Regions from separate parts of the Sus scrofa genome. Here region 1 is linked to region 2. Evidence: chromatin contacts called from public Hi-C data. All regions are on one chromosome and are shown on one strand. Each heading gives the region's core, a stretch centred on a gene start, on an enhancer-like site or on the middle of the called end of the contact. The rest is flanking DNA. Distances are from core to core; before and after follow the strand shown. Region 1 holds the start of MPZL1 (myelin protein zero-like protein 1). Region 2 overlaps ADCY10 (adenylate cyclase 10, soluble).

What was found. A called contact is a pair of places that touch in the nucleus more often than the background predicts.
Region 1: a Hi-C map of alveolar macrophages shows a contact between it and region 2, with 3 times the contacts expected there. The contact joins the promoter of MPZL1 here to the enhancer-like site in region 2. A contact is called at or near these places in 2 of 5 promoter capture datasets (liver and skeletal muscle), 19 of 47 Hi-C or Micro-C datasets (alveolar macrophages, brain, embryonic fibroblasts and 10 more) and 2 of 2 datasets of contacts at active chromatin or transcription factors (alveolar macrophages and skeletal muscle).

Annotation. Positions count from the first base shown.
Region 1 is chr4:83,306,942-83,312,246 of Sscrofa11.1, reverse strand. It overlaps MPZL1 (myelin protein zero-like protein 1), which reads left to right and starts at 2,627. Exons shown (of 6, transcript XR_002343361.1): 1 at 2,627-2,914.
Region 2 is chr4:83,198,596-83,204,692 of Sscrofa11.1, reverse strand. It overlaps ADCY10 (adenylate cyclase 10, soluble), which reads right to left. Exons shown (of 32, transcript NM_001204392.1): 31 at 1,211-1,399; 32 at 240-401. The coding sequence ends at 240. Among named protein-coding and RNA genes, the nearest start is that of ADCY10, 96 kb to the right of the region's middle. Within about 2 kb of position 2,947, at least 10 of the 83 cell types and tissues checked have an H3K27ac peak or open chromatin away from gene starts, as enhancers often do. A contact at or near this core is called in alveolar macrophages, fetal liver and retroperitoneal adipose tissue, where this site is marked.

The DNA of each region.
Region 1 (5,305 bases), core at 1,378-3,877, 110 kb before region 2:
TCAGCCGGCAGCTCCAGCTCCAATTAGACCCCTAGCCTGGGAACCTCCATATGCCACGGGTGCAGGCCTAGAAAAGGCAAAAAGGCAAAAAAAAAAAAAAAAAAAAAAGAAAGAAACCACAATGTAAGGACTATGCTAAAGCAAAGTGGCATTTTTTTTCCTTTGTAACTTATCTAGATTAACTTAATAAACCATTCATGTGTTCATTCAACAAATATTTTATTAATAATGGTCTGATATTGTTTAGTGTGGTAACACTTTGCCACCATGGCAGGCCTTCAACTTCACATTAGCCCTTCTCTTCTTCCCTGGGCTCCAGGCCTAGGTATCCAACTGCCTTCTGATTGACCATCTGGGTCTTCTCAGCACCTGAAGCTGTGTTCAGGGCCCTGCTTATTAGCTTTCCTCCCAGACCAGGTTCTCTTTCTGGGTTTTTAGTCTTGGTTAACTGCCAGCATCATTCTCCACTCTGGCTAGAAAGTGGAGGTCACATCTGTCTTTGCTTAAACTTCCCATCCAATTTATACCCAGTCTTGTCATTCTGAATGGTTTTTCCAATAGTCCGCTCCATCATCACTATCAATAACTTATTTTGTACTCTCCTCACTCTTGCCTTGTCTGTTGCAGGGGTCACCCTTTTAATACATGGGTCTGAATTTGTCACCTCCCTGTCATCACTACACACTGCCTACAGAATAAAGACAATCCAAGGCTCTTTAAAATATAACCACAGCCTGCTTTTCCAGTGTTCTCTCCTACCCTAAAACCCCTGAAGTCCCAAATCACACAAGCTTAATCCACTATTCCTTTACACCTAGTACTTCTTTCTTGTGTCTGAGTTGACTTTTCCTGTTTCCCTCTGGTGAAACTTTATTCACCCATTAAAATCCACCTCAAATGCTACATCCTCTGTGCATCTTTTCCAGACACCTCATGGGCCAGTGGTTCTCAGAAGAGAGAATATGTGTGTTGAGATACATCACAGTCAGTGGAGAAGCTTTTCACATTACATGTGTTTTTGAGAACCTCATTGTCCCTGCTGGCCTTAGGTCTCTCCTTTATTTGATCTCATAGAGCATGAAAAAAAATCTCATTACGTACTTGCTTGCTACACTGACTAGTAGACTGTGCTTCTTCAGAGTAAAGTCTAGGTATTGTACATCTACAGCACATAGTAGTTGCTCACTTAATGCACTTTTTTTTTTCTTTTTGTCCTTTGAGGGCCTCATATGGAGGTTCCCAGGCTAGGGGTCAAATCGGAGCTACAGCTGCAGGCTTACACCACAGCCACAGCCACAGCCACATGAGATCCAAGCCATGTCTGCAACCTATACCACTGCTCACTGCAACGCAGAATCCTTAACCTACTAAGTGAGGCCAGGGATCAAACCTGAGTCCTCGTGGATGCTAATCAGATTCATTTCTGCTGAGCCACGATGGGAACTTCCTTAATGCACTTGTATATTAGTATTCTTTCCAACCTATGGCATTCCAGAAACACTTCATAAGGTCATGCTGAGTGAGAAATAGATTGAAATGGTCCCTCTCTCTCTTTGTAGTTTTCAGTTTTCTCTCACTAGTGCTAAAGTAATTATTATGAGTTTGTGGTACTGCAAGGCTAGCAGGCTAAAACAGCAACAAATCAGGAGAGGTGTTACTAAGATTGACTTTAGACAAAATCCTGAAATGAGAGGCTGCATTTAGGTCCTCTCACCACGCTCTTCCCCCACTCTCTCCTAACTGCCTAGTACTTGTTTTCCTCACTCACACTATTGGCCTCCTATCTGGGTTTTTCCTTTTCTTCCTTCACCATCATCTTTCTTGTGCTCTTGTCTCATTTCTCTCTTTCATGGGCTACTCTCAGAAGGACCCTTCCAAACACTTTATTTACTGGGCAACCAATAAGTTGCAGACATTGTCCTGGGCCAAGATAACCAAGTGGAGCCGGCTCAGGCAAGGCACTTCCGAGTCAGGGTGGAGAACTAACCAATTTTTTATTGATAAATTAAGGGACATTTTGTTGATAAAAGCAAAACAAACAAACCCCCCATTCATTTGTGCTCTAGGTTGCAGGAAAGTGTTCTCAGTTCCTGACCCTTCTTAAACCAAAAGGAGGGCCTCCTAAGAAGGGAGTCAGACAAGATGGAGACTTCTTTTTAAGCTAGTAGATTTTTCAAATTGCAACACATAAATTATCTGGTCCAGGCAAAGGACACGCCTCGGGAAGCAGGGCAAGCGGGGAAACGAGTTCTATCTGGAAGTCTGAATCAGAAGTCTCTCCCCATTGTACCCTAATCCTTCTTTTCTTTTTCTTTTTCTTTTTTTAATTTAGTAAATGAACTGCTTCTTTAGGTGAGGCTCAGAGAAACGGAGAAGAGCTGAAACAGGCGAGGACAGATAATGAGATCTGGGGGGTTGGACCCTTAGAGAGGCAGAGGAGAAAGGCAGGCGGCAGCCACGCAGGCAGGCAAAGGGCTTGGCGGCGGTTCCCTCGGACAGCCGAGGACCTCCAGCGCCTGGATAAGGAGCCAGGGTGGGACTGAGGGGGGCGGGGCTACACCTGGGGGAGGGGTGATGGACAGTAAGTGCCTTCCAATCCCGTCCTTCAAAGGGCGCGGGGCAGGCCAATGAGCAGGCAGCTGGAGCCGAGGCCGCGGCGGAGGGCTGGCTGGCTGCGCCTGGGGCCGCGAGCGGGGAGCGCGGCGTGGAGGTGCCAGCGGACGCGGGTGGCGGCGAGTCAGGCTCCTTCAGCCCCGAGCAGAGCTAACCACAGTGGGGACCGGGGCCCGGGGGTGCGGCGGCTGCGGCTGCAGCGAGAGGACGATGGCAGCGCCCGCCGGGGCCAGGGCACTGATTGCAGCCCCAGACCGCGGGCGCTGGCTGTGGTCGGTGCTGGTGGCGGCGCTCGGACTCCGTGAGTGTTGCGGTGGCGGCGGGGGCTTGGGGCAGGGTGGCGGGCCCTGAGCTTGAGGGGCGCTGAGGTGGGGAGGGGGCGCGGCCTACGCGCTCTGGGGCTGGGGGAACCGAGCCGGCGGGCGGGGACCGCGGGCCCCGCTACGGGCAGAGGAGGCGCGGAGCTTCTTTCTTCTTCCTCGGTCCCTGCGTGAGGAGGAAGGGGGAAAAACTCCCTACCTTGCTCACTCCTGGGGGAATCTGTCTGGAGAGCAGGCCCGACGGGCGGCTGCATCGCACCCTCGCTGATTCGCCCACCTTCTCCGCATGGTGACTTTGGGTCGCCTGGGCCCGCCTGGAATTCCGGTTCAGGAACCCGGGCTTCTGGCGTTCTCCACCTTTGGGAGGTGGCGGAAGGTTGCAGGTTTTTCATTTGTAGGGCCTTTGTTGTTTGTTCCTCTGTTTTAAGCAATTTTTTTTTTTTTTTAACCTCGTAAAGTACCCATTTTTAAGCCTCTGAGATAGAAGAGTCCCGGAGCTTAATTTGGCTTATCTCTGGGGTCTGCAGAGCACCAAGAAGAAATTTACATTACTTTTGGGTGAGAATGCAGAGTTGGAAATACCACTGGAATGACCTGGTTTAAGAGTTCGGGCAAATCCATAATCATTCGAGACATCGTCACCATTTTTTGACAAGACATAGGACATTAAAAGGCACATTTTTCTTTTATCCAAAAAAAAAATCCTTTTTTTCCTTGCTAGATTTCGTGAGTGAGGCATAAGGTAAACCTGAGACTGGACTGATTGAATTGGATGAGTTCTTTTAGGGATATCCGCAGTCCCCCATAGGCGTTTGTGTGTGTGTTGTTCAAAGCAGAGTACTTGTTGCTGTCTGAGAATGTGGTTAAGTAATGGTTATAAAGAGGGCCAACTCCTAAGAACCCATGGAGACTTGTTCATTTCTTTTGTTTTGCAAAATGTCAGTTGCCTCACAGTATCTGAACATGAGTATACTCAGTAATTAGTTTCATGGAAAAGTCCTTAATGTAATCTTTGGAAAATATCTTTTTTTTTTTTTTTTTTAATGGCTGCACCCACAGCATATGGAAGTTCCCGGGGCAGGGACTGAATCCCAGCTGCAGCTGAGGTTGCATCTGGGGCAATGCTGGATCCTTTAACCTACTGCACCTGCGGGGGGATGGTACCTGTGCCTCTAGACACCAGGGCAGCTGCAGCTGATTCTTAATCCACTGCACCAGGTAGGAAATGCCAGGAAAAATAACATTTAATGAATGGTTCCATGAACTATAAAGTCTAATTGTAAAAGTCCCCCACCCTGTGGAGATTGATAGGTGAAGATGTACTTTGTACATATAAGACAAAATTCATTATGTATAAATGTCTCTTCTGAGGTTTGTTTTTTTTGTTTGTTTTGTTTAAATAAAAGGGATTTCCCATTGAGGCTCAGTGGAAACGAATCTGACTAGCATCCAAGAGTATTCAGGTTTGATCCCTGGCCTCAATCAGTGAGTGGGTTAAGGATCCAGCATTGCTGTGGTGTGTACGCTGCAGCCAAAAAAAAAGAGAGAGAGAGATTGTTGGAATAACATCTGCACACACCTTGGACATACTTAGCCTTTCAGTAATGAAAGATGAATGCTAATATGTGAAAGTCTGCAGCTAATGTTATTGGTTAATTTTAGAAAACTATTGAATGTTTCTTCTTGCCAGGTTATCTTTTCTTGTTCTGGATACTGTACATAACAGTTCGTGTTTTATAGACTGTCTTCTTGAGTTTGACCCAGATACAGTTATTTAGCAAACATTAAGCAGTTTTTAAGTATTAAGCACCAGAGGTATTCTATTAAGGACAGTCCCTGGCCTCACATAATTTACACATGTGGGAGAACCAATGAGATGAGCAATTGAAGTCTTTCCTTAATGGTTTGCTGTGAAAGTACTAAGGGGAGTCATCATCTCAGTTTAGGCTGCTAGAAAAAGGGATGCCTAAGCCAAGTAGGCATTGGGGGAGGAAACAGGATATGCAGAGTCATGCATGAACCTGTTAGTAGGTCATTGTGATGGGAGGTTGGAGAGTATAGGAGAGATGGTAGGGGTTGAGGCAGGAAAGCCAGTCAGAGGCACTAACTCACAAGATTTTGCTTTTTTTTTTTTTTTTTTTTGGTCTTTTTAGGGCTGTACCCATGGCATATGGAAGTTCCTAGGCTAGGGGTCCAGTTGAAGCTGTAACAGCCTACACCACAGCCACACAGCGCTGGATCCTTAACCTGCTGAGCGAGGCCAGGGGTCAAACCCATATCCTCATGGATACTATTTGGGTTCATTACCACTGAGCTACGACAGGAACTCCTTGTTTGCCATTCTTGGGGCCAGATTTGATCCTGAGGGCTGT
Region 2 (6,097 bases), core at 1,698-4,197:
AGCTAAAACAACTTGAGAAGCCAAGGGAATCCTTGAAAAGCTGGAAGAAAGGAAGGTATGACACTGCCGACCTTTTCTGACCCCCCCAAACAGAGGAGAAACCAGCAGGTCTTATTCCATGTCTGCAACAGAAGGGAGTGTGTAGGAAGCTGGAGGGTGATGGCAGAAGAGAAAGGCTAATAATGGATAATCACAAAAGAGTGAGCGTTACTAAAATATTTGTTGTCTTTCAGGAAATGTTAGAAAGGATTGTCCAGGATATTAACTCTCATCAGGAATTTGTTTCTTTGAACATCCTGCATGTTTACCTTGCCTGATACAACCTTTTCCCATGATGGGAGATTCAGGATTGTTTGAAGCCATTGGTCTTCTGTAAACTCAGAGCTTGAGTACCACCATTCCTATGAGGCGACAAAGAGGACAAAGATTCATCAGTGCTTCTCAGCTTGTGTGGTCCAGAGTCATCCAATACCAGAAAGGTCAAATGTCCTTGAGCTTTTAGAACGAGGCCAACCCACAAACAATGAGTTTTGCTGTCCCGACTAGGACACTGGCACATAACTCTTTTTTTTTTTTTTTTTTGCTTTTTAGGGCCACACTGGTGGTGTATGGAGGTTCCCAGGCCATGGGTCCAATCAGAGCTACAGTTGCCAGCCTATACCATAGCCGCACCAATGCCAGATCCAAACTGAGCCTGTGACCTATACCACAGCTCACTGCAACACTGGATCCTTAACCCACTGAGCGAAGCCAGGGATTGAACCTTCATCCTCATGGATCCTAGTTGGGTTCGTTAACTGTTGAGCCATGACGGGAACTCCTGGCACGTAATTATTAATAATCATGTAGATGTGTACATTCATTCACTTATTCAACAAATACTGAGAAAAAGGTACTATGCTAGGGGCTAAGTAGTTTTTGCTTCTTGAGAGTTCATGTTCTTGGGGGAGGCAGGACATGCATATGAATGTAACACAAAGTGCAAAGTGGTGAGGGTCACAAGAATGCAGAGATCTTGCCAAAGGAGTTTTGGAGGAGGGGGAGATCCCATGAGAACCCAAAGGGGAAGAAGTGCAAATACCTAAGCTATGGACATGTCACCCCTTTCAGTAAGAGTCCAGAACTGCCTCTGATGGCAGTGGGCTTCTGGGGCTCCTTTGCATCCCCTGAGAGCACCCGCTTCCCCAGCTTGCTAGCAGACAGTACGTACTTTGCTCATATTCATCCAGCATTTCTCCAGCACATTCCCTTGTGTCTCACAGAGCTGTAAGGCTGTGTTCAGGAAGAGGTCGCAGTTCTGCCCATCTCCAATTAGTATACAGACATAGGCCATCAGGTGGTAGAGCCTTGGGTAGAAGACAGGCCCAGTGGTATTTTGAGCAATCAAACTCTCCAAGTTCTAAGAAAAGGAAATATATCAGAATCAGAAAGGGGTCCTTGACTGCCATGATTTTTCCTTCTCAGATAATTTGGTATCATTTCAAGGATAGAAGCAATCAAGTGAAAAAGCATATGTAAATTGGTACAACCACCATGGAAAACAGTATGGACATTCCTCAGAAAGCTAAATATAGAACTACCATATGATCCAGCAATCTCACTCCTGGGCATATATCTGAAGAAAGTTTTTGTTCAAAAACATACATAAAGGGAGTTCCTGTTTCGGCTCAGTGGTAACAACTAGTATCCATGAGGACACAGGTTCAATCTCTGGCCTTGCTCAGTGGGTTAAGGATCTGGTGTTGTGAGCTATTGTATAGATTGCAGATATGGCTCAGATCTCACATTGCTGTTGGCGGAGGCCGGCAGCTGCAGCTCTAACTCAACCTCTAGCCTGAGGACTTCCATATGCCATGGGTGTGGCCCTAAAAAGACAAAAAAAAAAAAAAAGAAAAGAAAAAAAGATACATGCACCCCCCTATGTTCACTGCAGCACTATTCACAAAAGCCAAGACATGGAAACAACTTAAATGTCCATCAACAGATGAATGGATTAAGAAAATGTGGTACATATACACAATGGAATATTAGCCATAAAAAAGAACAAAATAATGCCATTTGCAGCAACATAGATGCAACTAGAAATTCCCATACCAAGTGAAGTAGTCAGAAAGAGAAAGACAAAAACTAGAGTTCCCGTTGTGGCTGAGCAGTAACAAACCAAACTAGTATCAATGAGGAAAGTGGGTTTGATCCCTGGCCTTGCTAAGTGGGTTAAGGATCCATGTTGCTGTGAGCTGTGGTGTAGGTCATAGACATGGCTTGGATCCCACATTGCTGTAGCTGTGGTGTAGGCTAGCAGCTGCAGTTCTAATTCAACCCCTAGCCTAGGAACGTCCATATGCTGTGGGTAGGGCCCCTAAAAAGCCAAAAAAAAAAAAAAAAAAAAAAAGAAAGAAAGGAAAGACAGAAAAGAAAAACAAACACCATGTGCCATCACTTATATGTGGAATCTAAAATATGGCACAAATGAACCTCTCTGCAGAACTGAAACAGACCCACGGACATGGAGAGCAGACTTGTAGTTGCCAAGAGGGAAGTGGGTGGGAGTGGGATGGGCAGGAAGTTTGGGGTTAGTAGATGCAAACTATTATATTTAAAACGGATAAGCAATGGGGTCCTGCTGTATAGCTCAGGGAACTATATCCAATCATTAGTGATAGAACATAATAGAAGATAATATGAGAAAAAGAGTGGATACAGATATATGTATAACACTTTGCTGTATAGCAGAAATTGACAGAACATTGTAAATAACTATAATTTTAAATTTAAAAGAAGAAAAAGCATATTACAGAGACATGCTGGTAAGTAGTGGAGATTAGATGATAAATGTCAGATAGAGCAGCCCCAGTGGCCTACCCAGACCAAGAATGTGATATGGATGGGCTCACTAACCTTTCTTGGCAACCACTTTAAAAATGAAACCAAGTCCCTATGAAACTAAGTTCTCCTGCCACGTTTATGATTAACCTATTGAAAACTTCATTCTCTTGCTTGTCCTGCCCCCAGTTCCCCTCAGGACTGAAGAGTATCAAAGGGTGGGGGGGGGGAACTGAAACCAAGCAGGAATGTATAAAAGTCCTTCTGTATCCCCCATTTCTTTTTTTGTCTTTTTAGGGCCACATCTGTAGCATATGGAGGTTCCCAGGCTAGGGGTCGAATCAGAGATACAGCTGCCACCCTACAACACAGCCACAGCAATGCAGGATCCGAGCTGCGTCTGTGACCAACACCACAGCTCACGGCAATGCCTAACCCATCTCATGGTTCCTAGTCGGTTTCATTTCCACTGCGCCAGAACGGAAACTCCTCCCCCATTTCTTGTTTGCAGAAAAAGGCTTTGGTCTCCAAGGCCTTCCCTCAGTTCCAAAGAGCAGACTTTGTTACTAATTAGGGAAGTGAGAGAATGAAGAATAACAGTCAAGAAAAAATAGTTCAGCGATAAAACAGTCATACTTCCTCCTCAAGGGATATACATAATCTGACACATACTTTGAGTGGTTCTGCAGAAATTAAGACCCCACCCCCACCTAGATGGAGGATGGTGACTACATGCTGACCACAAGATGTAGACCCTAGAAGGTTGATGATTAGGATTTCTGAAACATCACCCTGTTACCTCACCACCAATCAATCAGAAGAAAGTCAAACTCCCTGCCACCCTCACCCCAAATGTTGCCTTAAAAAACCCTTCCCTGAAAGCCATGGGGGAGTTTGGATCTTTTGAACATAAGCTGCCTATTCTCCTTCCTGGGCCCTACAATAAATGCTGTACTTTCCTTCACCACTACCCAGTGTCAGTAAACTGGCTTTGCTGTGTAAGCTGACCCAAGTTCGGTTCAGAAACCAAAAAACCCAAACTTTTTTTAATTAGTATAGTTGATTTACAATGTTCTGCCAATTTCTGCTGTACAGTAAAGTGAACCAGTTATACATATATATATATATATATATATATATATATATATATATACATTCCTTTTCTCACATTATCCTCCATCCTAAACAATCACAAGTGATTGGATATAGTTCCCTGGTCTATACAGCAGGATCCCATTGCCCATCCACACCAAATGCAACAGTCTGCATCTACTAATCCCTGACTCACAATCCATCCCACTCCCTCCCCCTCCTTCCAGCACACACAAGTGTGTCCTCCATGTCTGTGATCTGTTTCTGTTTTGTAGATACATCGTTTGTGCCATATTTTAGATTCCATGTATAAGTGATATCATATGGTGTCTGTCTTTGTCTTTCTGACTTACTTCACTCATATGACAGTCTCTAGTTCCATCCATGTTGCTGAAAATGGCATTATTTTGTTCTTTTCTAAGGCTGAGTACTATTTCATTGTATATATGTACCACATATTCTTAATCCATTCATCTGTTGACAGGCATTTAGGTTCTTTCCATGTCTTGGCTATTGTGAATAGTGCTGTGATGAACATACAGGATGCATGTTATCTTTTTCAATGAAAGTTTTGTCTGGATATATGCCCAGGAGTGGGACTGCTGGTCATATAGTTCTATATTTAGTTTTCTGAGGTATTTCCATACTGTTTTCCATAGTGATTGTACCAATTTATATTCCCACCAGCAGTGAAGGAGGGGTCCCTTTTTTTCACATCCTCTCCAGCATTTGTTGTTTGTTGACTTGTTAATGATGGCCATTCTAACTGGTATGAGGCAGTACCTCATAGTAGTTTTGGTTTGCATTTCTCTAATAATTAATGATGTTGAGCATTTTTTCATGTGCCTGCTGGCCGTCTTTATGTCTTCTTTGGAGAAATGTCTATTTCAGTCTTCTGTCCATTTTTCCATTGGGTTTTTTGTGGGGGTTTTTTGTTGTTGTTGAGTTGTATGAGTTGTTTGCCTACTTTGGAGATTAAACCTTTGTCAGTTGAGTCATTTGCAAAAACTTTCTCCCATTCTGTGGGTTGTCTTTTTGCTTTTTTGATGGTTTCCTTTGCTGTGCAGAAGCTTTTGAGTTTAATTAGGTCCCATTGGTTTATTTGTGTCCTTATCATCTTTACTCTAGGAGGTGAGTCAAACAAGGTGTTCCTGTGATTTATGTCAAAGGGCGTTCTGCCTGTTTTCCTCTAGGAGTTTTATAGTATCTGGCCTTACATTTAGGTCTTTAATTCATTTTGAGTTGATTTTTGTGAATGGTGTTAGAAAATGTTCTAATTTCTTTCTCTTACATGCAGTTGTTCAGTCCCTCCCACACCATTTATTTATTTATTTTTCTTTTTAGGGTTGCACCTGCAGCATATGGAGGTTCCCAGGCTTGGGGGGTCAAATCAGAGCTACAGCTGCTGGCCTATACCATAGCCACAGCAATGTGGGATCTGAGCTGTGCCTGTGACCTACACCACACAATTCATGACAACACTGGATCCTTAACCCACTGAGCAAGGTCAGGGATTGAACCCACGTCTTCGTGGATCCTAGTCAGGTTTGTTACCACTGAGCCACAAAGGGAACTCCCTCCCCTCACCATTTATTGAAGAGACTATCTTTCTTCCACTGTATGTTCTTGCCTCCTTTGTTACAGATTAGTTGACCATAGGTGCTTGGGTTTATTTCTAGGCTTTCCATCCTGTTCCATTGCTCTATATTTCTATTTTTGTGCCAGTACTGTACTGTTCTGATGCCTGCAGCTTTGAAGTAGAATCTGAAGTCAGGGAGCCTGATTCCTCCAGTTCTGTTTTTTCTTTTTGATATTGCTTTGGCTTTTGTGTTTCCATACAATTTTAAAATATTTTGTTCTAGTTCTGTAAAGAATGCTATCGGTAATTTGATAGGGATTGTATTGAATCTATAGATTGCCTTAGGTAGTATTGTTATTTTGACTATATTGATTCTTCCAATCTAAGAGCATGGTATATCTTTCCATCTGTTTATGTCATCTTTGATTTCTTCCATCAGCATCCTATATTTTTCATAGTACAGGTCTTTTGTCTCTTAGGTAGGTTTATTCCTAAGTATTTTATTCTTTTTGATGTGACAATACATGGGATTGTTTCCCTAATTTCTCTCTCTGAACTTTTGTTGTTAGTATATAGAAATGCAGTCAATTTCTGTGTATTAAT